Regions from separate parts of the Anser cygnoides genome. Here region 1 is linked to region 2. A link is a contact called in public Hi-C data. All regions are on one chromosome and are shown on one strand. The core of a region is the stretch at or near the end of the contact, and the rest is flanking DNA. Distances in the headings are between cores, read along the strand shown.

Region 1 (4,963 bases), core at 408-2,907, 35 kb after region 2:
CTGCAAAATATAGTGAGGAACACAAAATTTAGCTGAATTATTAGGTTCTGGCATTTGATGGATGGAATTGATACTTAAAAGAAAATAAAAAAGCATTGACAAAAATTGTACTTTTTATGATGCTAATTAGGACTGACAGTGTGATGATGGCAAGTAGGTAGTAATGCTGTAGCAGCAGGCACTTCAAGTTTGCAGATACTGGCAGTTTCTTTTAAAGGATTTGCTGATACATAGGAATTCTACAAAAGAGTTTAAGCTGGAAAGTGAAAACAGGTTCATCAGTATGGAAATTGTTTTACAAATAGTTCTGCGAAATAGCTTGAAATTGGGCTGGACAATTGTGCAAGTCTGGGTGGGGCCTGGCGTACGTACTGCTTAGAGTGGGAATTGCATTCTGAATTCATTGCATAATCTAACATGTAAAAGCTACCAGAGCATGTTTTTGTTAAACTTCGCTTCTGAGACGCGTGAACAAGTTGTCTTAAGTGCATGACAAGAAGTAAAAGGGGAGCACTGTGGTGATGGCTGCTGCTGGCTCCCCAAGCTCACAACTTCTCCAGCTAGAACTGGGCTTGGGAACATTGTTCAAACGTGGATTTCCCTTCCTCCTCTTCTCTTAAGGACACCAACGTATTTTCAGATATGTGAAAGGAGCAAACTTAAGAGAAACTACGTTGTCACTTTTTTTGGAATTGGTTTTGAAAATCCAATTTAGAAATCTGAGAAAATGTTTTGTTCTCATGTTATCAACTTGTATTCCTGTTAGTATTTCGTAAGTGGGAAACCTACTGCTAAATGATATCCTTATTCCTTGTAGATGACGATAATGTAGGAGTAGAGTCTACCGCGGTCTGATCAGAACACTATTTCCCGTGCAGAAAGCTGAACTGAAGTGTGTATGATTGCGTGAACCAAAAATCTGCCAGATAGATCTTGCGTGGTGTTTTTATGAGGAAGTTTTTACTACAGACGTCTGATAGAGTTCTTTCATAAACGCTGTACGCAGGCCCTCCTGTCTATTAAAGCTGTAAACGTCCAGTTTGAAATACGGAAGTGATCTGGAGCTCAGCAGATTTTAGCAGGCTGAGTTAGCCAGAGCTTTTGTCCATTACACTTACTCTATATGTATTTAGACTCAGAGGAATAAATAACACTTTAAACAAAACAAAACTTTCTTCTTTCCTAGAGCTCCGTTGCACCCCAGGGCAGTTTGCGTGTCGGAGTGGTACCATCCAGTGCATCCCTTCAAATTGGCAGTGTGATGGATGGCCCACCTGTGAGGACGAGAGTGATGAAGTTGACTGTCCAGGTAATGCTAAGAAGACCACTTATCCCAATATCACCTTGTTTTTCATCAGTACTTTAACTCCTTTTTTTTTTTTCCTAAGATCATTTGCTTATTCTTATTTGGAAGTAGACATTGTTCCATAGAAACGCACCCCTTTAGTAATAAACTTTTTCAGTTTGTGGGGCTAATGCTACAAACACTTTTTTCAGTTGTCAGAGTTGCACTTCAATTTAACAGCCCGAGTAGGTATGCTGGAGGTGAGGAGAGTTTGTTGTCTAAGAGGCTTTCATGGCAGGGAAAAATCATGTTGCAATTAAGTCAAAATGACACGTAGGCCTGAGGTTAAATTCTGAATTACAGTTTTGGTTGTATGAGTGTATCACTCAAACTGTGCTGGGTGACAGTGCTGGACTAGGTAGAGAGCTTGGTTTATTGCTACCTGTTCTGATTATGCTGCATGTGCTTATGTGGAGAACTTTGATCTGCCAAGCAAGCTGGTGTATTTACTCTTCACAAGCTCATGTATGTTTTCGGGGGCCTATTACCTACCAGCAGTGGTTCTCTGTTACAGCTGCTGGATACTGAGCTGTCTTTTTTTTAATATTTTTTTTTTGTGAACACAGAATCACAAATACGAGCATTCACATTTGTGTTCTTGACAACCTGGCCAGTGCAATTCTTTTTCTGTGTACCTTAAAAGAGGAGGGACCTGTAGTTTTTTTTCCTAACAACAATGCAGCAGGAATGTGAAAGCGTGGCGCAGTTCAAAACTCCTATCTCTACAGTGTGACTAAGCTGTGCCCAAAAACTTTCAAGAAGCTCTGCCATTGATCTACGTAATTTGCTTGGTAGAGAATCACACGAACTTCGCAGCATTGTCATCACAGCGTTAAGTCTGTCATCATTCTGAGTTTTAAGCTATTTTAGTTAGAGGTGCTACAAAATAGTAGCATCAGTATTTTACAAGAACAAGCTGTTGTAAATATATTTTTAAGTGGAGATAATACAGTAAATCTAACAAACTTTGAAACTGCTTTAGTTAACTCTCTCCCCACTGTGCTGCACAATGACGAGTGAAAGAACATGTTTGGTGCTCTTTTTAGAAGGCTTTTGGCTAGTTTCTGTGACTGTGTATTTGCAGTGGGGGAGGCGGGCAAAAATCTATTGGTAGTTTCTTCTGACACCAAAAATTAAGCCATGTCATTGATGCAACTTGTGTTTAAAGTTCTTATCAAGGATGCGGATGTCCTTAAAGAAAGTTGCTTTTATAGTTGTGCTGTTATTCTTCTTCCTTTCGAGCTAATTTTAACCAAATGTGAAGAACTAGAGGGATCTAATAAAGGAGGTTAACGAAAGTGAATAGCTAGGTAAAAACAGTCACGTTAATACTTGAATTTATTCAAAATGCCCTGAAGGCTTGACTTGTGGGGATATTGAAATATCCCATTAGTGCAAAACAAGGTTTTTATCTTCTTAACCTACAATATCAGTCAGCAATCTTAAGGTGTTGCGTGAAGGATGTAATAGGATGATGATGACAACTCAATGACTGGATTTCTGAAGAATATTTGGTATGTGGCTGGGAGAAATGTTTGTAAAAATCTAACATTTCTCAGTAGATAGGCTCTGCACCTGCGTTTGGGGTGCAGATCTCATTGGACTGCCTGGCCTGACACAATGAGGAGAACTTCAAGGAATTAAAAGCATGTGGGAGAGACTTGATTCATCCCCATGTCTGTACATGGGCAGAGGAGAACAACAGAGCACCATAAAGAATCTTAGAGGGGGAAGTGATGGATAGCATAGAGGAGGAAAGTGCTCCACTTGATGAGAACATTAATCGGATAAGTAATTGGTGAAAAGGCTGTACGGAGCTAAAACAGCCAGAAAGCTGGGTGTGGCAAGGACTGAGATATTTGCACAGTAATGCAAGGAGTGTAGCCAGCAAACCAGAGGAACGAGAACTACTGGTGTAGGACATAAAACTCTATTATACCTGTAACGAAAATTTGGTGGGATAGCATTGTGACCTGAAATGGGCGTTGAAGGGTATGCGTTATTCAGAACTGTCAGGAATAAGGGCGAGTTGGTCTGCTGGCGTGCATATGAATGGTGCCTTGGAGTATGAAAAGGGATGGAATGAATAAAAGTAATTCTGCTGAGGCCACTGTAAGTTTGGAGGAGCATGGTTTTCTTATGCTGGGAAGAGTATTAAATCTGGGAGCAGTCGTAGGACCGGCTGACTGCTGAGACATTGACTGGGGAACTAAAGCAACTAATAATAGTAGCGCACAGTCATAATCGAGAGTGATAACTTTCTTCTTTGGCCACTGAATTAACAAGAAATGATGCAGCTTTAAATTTAGAAAATACCTTCAGATTTAGATGAGTAATTGTAAGATGATTCAGCTAAACTTAAATACTTTGTAATTAAGGTCCTTAATTTCAGTAAAGGCAGACAACACTAAAAGAACTAGCTAGTGAAGCCACCTGGACTTGTGAAACTTGGATCATTAAAGTATCTTCAAATTAAAAGGGATGAAGTCTCTCTGAAGCATTAAGAGAAAGCTTGCAAAGGAAGGGCTATGAGTCTGGTTGTGCAGCCTGTACTTTTCGGCCTTTGAGCTACTATTGGCACCCTGTAACATAAGTCAGAAAACATCAGTGGTGGTGAAATAGGTTTTTGTGGTGTTGATGAAGGTGTGTTTCAATGACTGCTTTGTCATTTTGCTATTTGCAAGAACTTAATACAAAGCCATTGTAAGTTCTTTGGCACCATTCACCTTTTTTTCAGCCTGATTTCATTCGAGTTAATAACAAACCTCCTATTGAACTAGGAGGATCGTTCTGTAATAAAATTGTTTGGTGATTGTGTTGTCCAAAGTACAAGAAACACCCCCAAAACCTAAGACTTTCCTGTTAGGATCATTTCTTCTAGCATCTTTTTCGGAATACAATTAGGTAAGGCATTCATTCATTGACAGTCTGAGTAAGTGTGTCATATGCCTATTTTTGTCAGACCACACGTATACAAAATATACATATTTACAAGACTGTTATCGTAGCTGTTCTTATGGTCTCTTTTCAGAATGACTATTTTCTTTTAAACATGGAATTCCCTTCAGCTCCAGACTTGCAAAGTGTAAAGTGCTGTCTCCCTTGCCCTTCCCAGGAGGCATGCAATTGTTAGTGGAATCTGCATCAGTGATTACCCTCAATTCATCTATCTGGTAGACTAAAACTTTTTCCTGCTTGCTCTTGTTAGTGTACTAAAAATTGTTGGGAGGATTTATGCTGCATGTGTCTGTAACTCTATCCTACTTGAACAGTGGAGACTCATGAAATCTGTGTACTGTTCCATATCAACAGTAATTGTTCCTAAAAATAATTTATCCCAAGGTGGTGTATTCTGTGAAATGGTAGAAACAGGCATTTCTTACAAATGGGGTTTTAGTATTCCTACTAATTTTCTATTTACTGTTCTACACAAGAAATTGAAGTAGTAACATAACTTCTTCTACCTTTACAGAAGTTCCATGTTTGAACCCACAAGAAGGAAGGGCTCTGCAGTTTGCCTTTTTACTGCTCATTGGATTTCCAGCTTTGCTTCTGCCAAAATACCAGATCAGCTTCTCTAAATATCCTGCCCTCTCTGTAGGCTTTCTGGTTAAACAA
Region 2 (4,802 bases), core at 1,110-3,609:
TTATATCTCTCCATATATATTTAGGGTGGCTTCAGCCATAAAGCAGTTAGGTTAGAGGGAGAAGAAGCGCACGTGTGTATAAAATAAAAACTCTGCTGCAAGAATGACAGTCACTTGAAACTCCGGGACAAAGCAGCGGTTCTGGATAGCCTCACTGGTCTGCTTTGAAGGCTATGTAAGCTGCCTTTTTTCCTTGCAAGACCCCATTCCAAAGTCAGTGCACAGAGAGCAGACCCTGCTCAGCGTGAGCTCCTGTTCCCACGGCCACTGCTCCTGGCCGAGGATGTCTGCAGAGCCAGCACCAGACACTGGCTCGGGCAGGAGAGGTCTGCAGTGCTCGTTCAGCATCGAGAACATCCTCTCCAGCCCGGCAGAGAGGAGCTCCCAGGTCCTGGTCCCGCTCTGCCTGCGGGGCATCTTGGACCGCACGCCCAAGGGACTGCGCCAGCTGGAGGCCATCACGGCCAGCAACCTGCAGGAAGAGGAGGAAGAGGAAGAAGAGCTGGAAGGTGCAGGTTGCAACTGCTGCTGCTGCTCCCACACGAGTGCCCGGCCCCTGCAGCACTCTCCGAGTTGGCTGGGTGAGTGGTTGGGGTTGATGTGCTGCATGCGGCTTGTGGAGGGGCTGGTGCTGACACTGGGTAGAGGGGAAATGCTGGGCATTGTGTGACGGTGTGGCACTACATGGCCTGCTACAGCCCCAGCTCGGCTTCCTCAGACTGCTGGATCCGTTTTCAGTGTGGCTGGTGAGAGCAGGCACTTTACCTGCAATGTTGCCAGGGTTTTAAAAACAACAGGTGCTATTTATCACCAGGTATGGCTGCTTTATTGTAAAACACACAGAGAGGCTGATCCTTCCAGGGGTGGAAGTTCTTCAGGGAGTGTGGGGCCCCATGGTCATGCTGCCAGTACACAGAGCTGTGCCTGAGCTTCACGACACAACCCACCCTTGGAAACCTCACTTGTCCTTTAAGGGAAAGATATTTTTGGTTACATCTAGTAAAACTGCTGCATCTGGAAAAAAAAAAAAGTAGAAAACCTCAAGCATGTGGTTCAAAAGTATCCTGAAAGTTCAGAAATCCCCCATGTCATGGTGGAGTCACAACTTCTATCTGCTCTATAAGTTTCTGGCCATTTTCTGGATCTGGCCACTGTGTAATTCGCAAGTAAACAAGGAAAGCACCACCAGTGCTCCCTGCCTGCACACTTTTCCCTGAGTGATGCCCTAAGCCCTTCTCACGCTTGCATCATGATTATGCAGCTTTTCATCCATGCCAGCTGGCCGGCTGTGCTCCTTCCACCTCACAGGTGTGGATGCAGTCTGTGCCTGACCTGCCTCGAGCCAGGGCTGTGTTTTATCCCCTTGTCCCCATGGCGCTGACTGTCCCTCTCCTTGCAGATGCCAGGTTACCCTGGCCCATGCGGCTGCTTCACTCGGCAGCCAGAACCTGCAGGAGTCCCCAGGGCAGCCCGAGCGAGCTGCAGGCTTTCCAGCAGATCCAGCGCCGGACACGCCGCCATCGCACCATATTCACCGAGGACCAGCTGCAGGCCCTGGAAACACTTTTCCACCAGAACCAGTACCCAGACGTCATCACCAGAGAGCACCTGGCGAACCGCATCCACCTGAAGGAGGAGAGGGTGGAGGTGAGGTCCTGCAGCCCCGTGAGGTGCCAGGAGGAGCATTGTGCCTCTCTGCTTGCTGTCACCCCAGGGGAACACTGAGGCATTGTGCTGTCTTTTTTGGGAGCTGCAGGTGCAGGGCTTCAGTGTGAAACCTTTCTTGGGTATTTGACAAAACACAGTTTAGGTTTGGCAAGTAATGGCAGAGTATAAAACTGCTCGGCTGGGTTATTTATTCTGGCTTCTGGTGCCATGAACGCACCCTGTCACTGAACCACCTGTACAAACATGGACGTGCCCGGTCCTGCTCCTGCCCCGCACCTGAGCCCGTGTCCCTTATGTATGCCATCACTCGGGGAGGGCTGATTACACTCTGTATTACATTTATTGTGGGGGAAAGTTTATGTGGGGAATCGCATTGATCGCAGCGGGTGTTCACTTCTTGTTTTACACTTCCAGGTCTGGTTTAAGAACCGCCGGGCCAAGTGGCGGCACCAGAAGAGGGCGTCCGCCGCGGCGCTGGGCCTGCAGGGCGCCAAGGAGCCCCCAGCCGGAGCCCCCTGCGGTCGGGGCAGCCGGGAGGACGGCGGCGAGGCGGCACGGCCCTTCCCGGCCCCGGCTCGGGGCACGGCGCTCGGGGGGCGCCCCGGGTAGGCCGCGGGCTGAGGGGGTGCGGGTTGGGATCAGGCCGCGCCGTTGCCATGGCAACGGGCCGCCAGGGGGCGCCGTGACGTCACCGCGCGGCGCCTACGGCGGCTGAGGAGGCGCCATGATGGCGGCGGCGGCGGCGGCTCCCGGGGCGTCCGCCGGGGCCTTGGTGCCCGTGGCGGCCGAGAGGGAGGCGGCGGCGGCCCGGCCGGCTCCCAAGAAGATCCTGGATGAGGAGGCGTACATCGAGGTGGGCGGCGGGCGCGACCGGCCCCGCGCCGTGCCTCCACGGGTGCTCGCGGCCTAGCCTGGGCCCGGCCCCAGCGCCCGTGCGCGGCCGCCCCCGGGGGTCCCCGCAGCGTCCCAGCGATTTATTCTTGTGTTTTTCTCCCTGCTCTTAGAGTTTAGAGAAGATCATTCAGCGGGACTTCTTTCCCGACGTGGAGAAGCTGCGAGCGCAGAAGGAATATCTGGAGGCTGAGGAAAACGGTGACTTGGAGAAGATGAGGCAAATCGCTATAAAGTTTGGCTCCTCGCTGGGCAAATCGTCGAGGGACACCCCTGTGCCGTGTAAGAGCCGCTCACCGGGGCTGCCCTAATGTTTAAGCTGAGAGTATAGGTAGTTTCCACAAAAAAACACAAACAAACAAACAAAAAAAGTGTGCTTTGTCTTTTTATGCTGTGGGATATGCAAGAGAGAAAAAAGTCTGTCTTAACTGTTTGTAACTTTATTTATTTATTTTTTATTAGTTTTATTAAAGGTGAAAGGTTTTATATTTAATTTTATTGCTCTTTTACCTAACTTTGTGCTGGCGGTGGTTATCTTAAGTCCCATGTAATGTTAGTCTTGATTCTTTAGCATACCACAGTCAGCAGTAGCCAGTATCTGGTGACTGGTGCTGAATTGCTCCCTGATGGTGTTTAATAATGCCTTTTAGAAGGAGTGCTGTTGGGGGAGTGGGGGCGGAAACAGCTGCAATGTAACCATAACTCAGAGCCACATTTTGCCAAGCTCGTGTGCTCTAGGGAAAGTTACATGTTCTGACTTGCAATATTACAGTATCAGCAGCTCTGGGCTATGTTCTCAGTCATTATTATATTTTTAGGAGTTTTTGTTGCAAATGTAGGTAAAGAAGATTTTCATATATTTAGGAGGGAAGTTGTTGAAAGTTCATGACTGTCAGAGGTTTGTGTAGCAGGCATCTGATGCCCTGTTGTATGTTTGCTTTTTATGTTTTATACTGAAGCCCAGTGCCTGGATGAGCTCTAGCTGCGCAGTTTAGGTAACTAGCTTTGTCATGGCAAAAGAACACGTGTCACCAAGTGGCTTCCTTTCCATCCCTACCATAGGTGCTAGCACTCACCTGGGTTAAGATTGTTAACAAGCTCACACTGCTGCTTCTGTTGGTTAAAGCTGAACATAGGATGGCAAATACACGGGGCCTTGGCTCTCCTGTGTATTTTTCTCAGCAGGAAAAAAATGTCTTAGAGCAAAATCTTGTTCAGTAATTGAAAAGACTATTTTATAGTCTTTTCACAAGTTTTTAATTAAACTGTTTTTCTTGTGATACATCTTCTGTGACTCGTGTTTGGTACGTGACCCGTACTGTGATGCAAGATACCACAGCAAATGTCCTGTTCTGTGCTCTGGTAACCATGTGAACCTTCTTGTTTCTGTCTCAGATGTTACTCCGGCCACATTTGAAACCCCAGAAGTGCATCCAGGTGGTCTTCCACTGGGGAATAAATCCAAAGCTGGCATCAAAGCTGCAGAGGAAGGTAGGAGAATGATGTTCCTGTAGCTGAATTCTTCAGCAGCAGGAAAATATGTTTGTGAGCTCTGTCTCCTGGAAAGGTTTTAGGTATTTAGCTGATGTTTAAGCAGTTTCTATTAACCTTCTAAGTAAGTGAAAATGATCACTTGGGAGTTGGACTTGATGTAATGTTTCATATCAGGTGTGTGAGTACTCAGTTATGGGTCTCTTTAGGGCAGTGCAAATTCTTAATTCAGTTGATTGCTTTGAAAGCAGTAATTTTTTCCTGTGTCACCTGAAATTAGGGTCAATAAGCAACGATGGCAGGGGTAGAGATATTTGTATAGTGTACTGCGGAGGTCTGCTAGCAGCTGTCCACATTTTCCCTTTAACACAAATGGCTATAAATGCCATAAAAGCCTTTATGTGAAAATTAGTTATGTCTTCTAGGAAATTAATATTGTACCACTCTGCATGTATTATATACTTTTTTCACTAGGTTTAATTATTAGTGGGTCAGTAGAAGGGTAGCTCTCAGAAAGGATTACGAGTTATGTGTAGGTCTCTTATAGAAAGGGAGGTATTAACCTTTCTCAGGCTTTTTCCCTCCTCTTGTTAGGAGAAGCAGAAAAAGATGGTAAAGATGCACTTCCCAATTTGGACAGCTTCTTAGCAAAACACACGAGTGAAGATAATGCTTCATTTGAGCAGATCATGGAAGTGGCCAAAGAGAAGGAGAAAGTCAAGCATGCTTGGCTGTACAATGCAGAAGAGGAG

Evidence for each region. Hi-C and Micro-C count contacts between places; a contact is called where the count stands out from the background.
Region 1: a Hi-C map of liver shows a contact between it and region 2, with 2.6 times the contacts expected there. The contact joins the enhancer-like site here to the promoter of ESS2 in region 2. A contact is called at or near these places in 2 of 7 Hi-C or Micro-C datasets (both in liver).

Annotation. Positions count from the first base shown.
Region 1 is chr17:9,863,099-9,868,061 of Taihu_goose_T2T_genome, forward strand. It overlaps DGCR2 (DiGeorge syndrome critical region gene 2), which reads left to right. Exons shown (of 10, transcript XM_048063936.2): 2 at 1,187-1,309. Among named protein-coding and RNA genes, the nearest start is that of DGCR2, 21 kb to the left of the region's middle. Within about 2 kb of position 1,658, at least 2 of the 3 cell types and tissues checked have open chromatin away from gene starts, as enhancers often do. A contact at or near this core is called in liver, where this site is marked.
Region 2 is chr17:9,827,081-9,831,882 of Taihu_goose_T2T_genome, forward strand. ESS2 (ess-2 splicing factor homolog) reads left to right here and starts at 2,360. Exons shown (of 10, transcript XM_048063938.2): 1 at 2,360-2,521; 2 at 2,673-2,841; 3 at 3,955-4,050; 4 at 4,645-4,802. The coding sequence starts at 2,393. GSC2 (goosecoid homeobox 2) reads left to right here and starts at 284. Exons shown (of 3, transcript XM_066979159.1): 1 at 284-509; 2 at 1,400-1,647; 3 at 2,083-2,277. The coding sequence starts at 284. The coding sequence ends at 2,277.